2 separate regions of the Rattus norvegicus genome follow, and region 2 is linked to region 1. A link is a contact called in public Hi-C data. All regions are on one chromosome and are shown on one strand. Each heading gives the region's core, a stretch centred on a gene start, on an enhancer-like site or on the middle of the called end of the contact. The rest is flanking DNA. Distances are from core to core; before and after follow the strand shown. Region 1 overlaps Brip1 (BRCA1 interacting helicase 1). Region 2 overlaps Brip1 (BRCA1 interacting helicase 1).

Region 1 (2,519 bases), core at 8-2,507:
CCCTAGCCCTTTAAGTAAACTTCAGAAGAATGGAAATATATTTAAAGAAACAAGCAAATAAATATAATAGAAAATTTGGAAATAAATCAATCAAGCAGCCAAAAGAGATGTACTTACATAAGTGAAAAAAATTTAGTATTTTTTGAAAAATTCATTTTTGAGGAAGAATCTTTCCTTAGACAATGGTAAACAAAATATTGTTACATTATTAAATTATACATCACATTCTATAAAACTGAAAATAATAATTGGTTTAATACTTGATGCCTATTAAAAATTCTCATTCATAAAGAATTTTTACAAACATGAGAATTCAAAGATTAATTTTCCAGTTAGTGGGGAATGTCCATGTTTGATCTTGTGATTCAAAGGCTCATTCCAACTATTAATCGTTAAAGATGAAGCTATAGAGGTCTGGAGAGATAGCTCAGTCAATATAGTGCTTCTTGACAAAAGTGGAGACCTGAATGTGGTCCTCAGAACTCATAGAGCAAAGCTGGGAGCGATGGCACACGTAATCTTGGTGCCAAGGACGTGGATATAGGCAGATCCCCGGAACTCGTTGGCTGGCTAGCCTAATGAGCAAGCCCCAGGCCAGTGAAATCCTATTTCAAAAAACAAGCCAATGGCTTCTGAGTAACCACAGCTGAGGCTGACATCCACGCATATGCACACATGTGCATTTGTATCCCCATGTATATACAGACATATGCACACGCACACACATGTGCACACACACATGTGCACACACACGCACACACACGCATTCACGCAAGAAGCAATAAAAATAGAAGCCATAAAATACAAAAGATTTATGATGGCAGAACAGGAAACCCCAGATCCCACATTCCTCCTATAGAAACATGGATTCAATAATTCATGGACTGAATCCCTTTATGAGAAATCCAGAAACAAGTTAAAGAGTTCTGGAACCCAGGCTAGTGCAAAACCAGCTGCATCCACACAAGCAGGAAAATGTGTGGAACCTTCCTACCATAGTCCCTATCTTGGAACAGAGCCATGACACTAGTGATGTCCCTGGAAAGAAGACTGGACTAGCCCCAAAGTTCTGAGGCATTTGCTTCTGTTCTGCCTTGAAATGCTGGCGTGAGCAGGCAGACTCATGCCTGGACACAACTAAGAGCAAAAGAGTTGGCAGCAGGCTGTTGCTCCAGAACGACAGTACAGGAGACAGGCTGGTACAGCCCAGCAGTACCTTGGGAAAGAGACTAGTGTATCAGGAATGTCGGCTTTCCAAAGAACTGCCTGTGACTAGACTGTCTTAGTCATTAGACACAGAGGCCACTGAGGACAAAGGAGGTGGCTGGGGAGCACGAGGCTGCTTAAGAGGCCTCACAACAGAAGAGGCAGACAAGCATGTATAAGGGGTTCTGATATCCAGGGAGATGAAACGGGCAAAGTCATTTGATCTGGTATCTCGCAGGCGAGTCCAGAGAAAGTAGATCCAAAGGAAAGATCCAAGGGGCTACCAGATGCCTAGCAGGGCTGATGAGTGAAGGTCTTTCTGTGTGAAGCTGGTGTAGTAAGAACTGAGAGGCGACTGTTGTATCAAGTGTGCAGAGACCAATGCGACATTACAAAAACACATGGGACATACGCCATCAGAGGAACAAGCTAACTGTGAAAGGATGAGAGGAGAGGGGAGAGGGAGTAAGAAAGCATATGAGAATTAATCATCACAGAGACAAAGAATGAAAAAAACAAACCAAACAAACAACAAACAAAAACCTTGAAATTCTGGAGCAGAGATGTTCACTCACTAGAGGGCTCATCTTCCGATTTCATTAAGAAAAGCAAACTCTAAGATCATCTGAAATTAAATAGTTTCAGGAGCAAAATTGAAAGAAAAAACAACAACAACGAAGCAAGCCTAAGGGAGTTATGGGACAGCCATTAAGCAGAACAGGGCATGTATTCTGGGACTCCTGGAGAAGGTGCAACAGTTAGAAAGTTCATTTATAGAAAGGTGAAAGGGTTAGGAATTTGAGTCTAACCTTGGCTACCACTTTAAAGCCAGTCTAAGCTGTTTGAAACCCTCAAAACAAAGCAAAACAAAACATAATACAGGTACATGCCTTTAATTAGAGCATTCTGGGTGTAGAGGTAAATAGATCTCTGAATTTGAGTCTACATAGTGAGTTCTAGGCCAGCTAGGGCTGTAGAGTAAGAGCCTGTCTCAAAACAACAACAACAAAAAAAAGAGTTTAGTGATGCAAAAAGGCTTCCTGCTTGTAATGCCAGTACTTGGAGAGCCAAGGGAGACAAATTGTCACAAGTCCAGGGCCACCTTGGAGTACACACTGAATTCTAGGCCAGCTTGGTACGGAGTAAGGCTCTCTCTTAAAAGGAGCAAAAAAAAATAAATAAATAAATAAAAATAAAAAATAAATAAAATATAGATTATGATCAAATTGTCTAAGGACAAAGCAAAAGAAAATGATCCCGGTGCTCCTACAGGGATAATGGGAGGCAGAGATAGGAGAATCCCCTGGAGCCTT
Region 2 (2,519 bases), core at 14-2,513, 93 kb after region 1:
TTGACTGCCGAGCCATCTCTCAAAGCCCCATTTTGGTCTTTTTCAATGAATCTTTCAATGAAGAAAGCAATACTCTGCTATCAACTCGTCTTGTACACACTGACCAAAATGCTATCAACAGAACTTACACAAAGTCATTTTGTGGGCTGAGGCAATGGCTCAGTTGATTTTCAAGCGTGAGGACCTAAATCTGACCCCTAGAGCCCATATAGTAAAGTGCACAGAAAATGCAGTTCTGGGGTGACTAAAACATGATCACTAGGATTCACTAAGCAGCCAGCCTGGTCTAACTGGAGCACTCTCCAAGACAATGAAGACACCCTGTCTCAATAATCAAGGGGGATGACGTCAGTCAAATGATACACACATGCACACACATCTGCAGGTGCACACATGCATACACACAACACACAAAATTATTTTGCTTCTACCACGGACACTGAAAATTAGTTGACATCATCTACACACAGACCTCTAACACAGAAGTTACCCCAACAGAATTTTCTCTAACGACAGATGGTCTGATATCTGGCTATTCAATGGACTTGACATTGCCCAGATAGGAACACAGAGCACTTGAAAAGTAATTAGTGTGACTAAGTGAATTTTTAATTAACCGAAGGAGCCAGTTGTTATCCTAGCCAGCTTTCCTACAGTGAGCGCGAACCACTGAAATAAATGTTCGTGAAAATAGTCAAGAAACATATCCTCGGAGAAATTCACTCCTTTAAACAGCATGGACACACGCTACTGCCTGTCACAGCGGTGAACTAGCACATTCCAGCAGTTGTCCTCGGTACTCTGGGACCCTGTAAAGGTCACATTATCAGCTAGAAACCGGCATATGTGTCATCAGCATTCACAGACTCGTTCTGGTGTCAAATCTCAATCAGCAAAAACGATGCTCAGCAGATGCATTTATCATAAAACTCTGAACTCGTAACATCTCGTTCTTCTGTAACTCAGCCTACTGAATACTGCTTCTCACAGTGTTGCAGTTTGTCAGGACACCTTCACTTCTTTCACTATGAGCACACCCCTGAGGGGTGTGTCCACACTAACAGCTTTAATACATGATCAAGATCTGCGTGCTAGCTTTACGGGGTGCTTTTCCATATTTGACAGAACGTCAACAGTTTATCTTTCTGTTCCCTCTCTTCTCAGGCAGCAGTCAAACACCACCCTCCCCCAGCCTCAGCCCTCATGCTATGAACGTAAACGCTTCCTTCTTTCCTTATCACCGTGACTCACAGGAATATTTGCAGGCCTTTCCAGACATCTCCAACAACAAATATGTATGCCGCCTAGAGAAGAAAATGGTGAGTAATGTAATAGGCTCTTGGCCCCACGTCGAATCTCAAAAGGAATCTGACGTGTGTGCCCGCCGGCCGCCTGCCGGTTTATTATGCGTTGTGGGTGTGCTTGTTTGGGGTAATGTGGGTGCACATGGAAAAGATGTATCACAGCTGGAGAGACACAGGAGGAGGTGTGCCGTGTTCCCCTCCTATGCTTTGCCCTGCAAACGCTGAATCCATCTGTGGTCCTGTTTTGTTTCCTTGTCTTTCATGGCCTTTATTAACTCATACACATTCTCTTGTCTTCTGGTTCACTGAAGCAGTAAGTCAGATAAGATTGTCCATATTTCTGTCAAAGTCACTGGCCATAAAGAAGGGCACGCTCAAACAAGGTAACTAATATTGTCATCTTCACGTACACTCTAGGATTTTAGGACAGCCGATTTAAACATCTTTGTCATAAGTTCATTGTCCTTATAAGTGGTGTATGACCATAAAGTCTCAACACAAAATGGCACAAAAAGTCTTAATGTTATAGTCAAAGTACATTTTCTCCAGCAAAGATCATCCTTTGCTGATCAAGAGAAATTCCTTCCTTATCCTGGATCTTGGCCTTTGGTCTTCCCCTAAGGTTTTGCAGAACTTTGCATCTTGAGCTAGAGAGGTGGCTCAGCCACTCACGGTGCTTCCTGCTCTTCCACAGGACACAAGTGTGATCACCAACACCCATGTTGCCTTCTTCACGACTGCCTGTAACTCCAGCTCCAGGGAGTCCGACTCCCTCTTCTGACTGTATGGGTATATGCTCACACATGGCATACATTCACACACACATACAAATGAATTAGAATAAAAGCTAGAGCTTGAGAAAGGAAATCTACCTTAACACACTTGGTAGCACACACCTTTTAACCCAGGCATTCAGAAGGCAGAGTCAGGCAGATCTCTGAAATAATTTCTGGCTTCGATATCTAAGACTGAAATAAACTGGACCAAGAGTTGGCAGTATCTTCTCTAAAGGGCAAAGAATGAAGACTTTAGGTTTTATGGGCTGTAGAGCCTGTTCAACTCCTTTTATTCGATATTGCGCTGTTTGAGACAGAGTCTTACTGTGTGCCAGGTTGACCTAGAACTCCCAAGTGCTGGTATTAAGTGTGGGACTGTTTAGTCCCCAACTCTATTGATAAAGAACAAAGTGTAACAGATAATGTCTAAATGGATGTA

The links. A called contact is a pair of places that touch in the nucleus more often than the background predicts.
Region 2: a contact with region 1 is called in a Hi-C map of the A7r5 cell line, with 7 times the contacts expected there. The contact joins two enhancer-like sites. A contact is called at or near these places in 3 of 12 Hi-C or Micro-C datasets (the A7r5 cell line, the Rat2 cell line and Schwann cells).

Annotation. Positions count from the first base shown.
Region 1 is chr10:71,410,389-71,412,907 of GRCr8, forward strand. The region is part of intron 18 of Brip1 (BRCA1 interacting helicase 1); the gene reads right to left. The region is part of intron 1 of LOC134480843 (large ribosomal subunit protein eL21-like); the gene reads right to left. Among named protein-coding and RNA genes, the nearest start is that of Trnav-aac22, 42 kb to the right of the region's middle. Within about 2 kb of position 1,258, at least 3 of the 93 cell types and tissues checked have an H3K27ac peak or open chromatin away from gene starts, as enhancers often do. A contact at or near this core is called in the A7r5 cell line, where this site is marked.
Region 2 is chr10:71,503,123-71,505,641 of GRCr8, forward strand. All of the region lies in intron 6 of Brip1 (BRCA1 interacting helicase 1), which reads right to left. The region is part of intron 1 of LOC134480843 (large ribosomal subunit protein eL21-like); the gene reads right to left. Among named protein-coding and RNA genes, the nearest start is that of Brip1, 24 kb to the right of the region's middle. Within about 2 kb of position 1,264, at least 12 of the 93 cell types and tissues checked have an H3K27ac peak or open chromatin away from gene starts, as enhancers often do. A contact at or near this core is called in the A7r5 cell line, where this site is marked.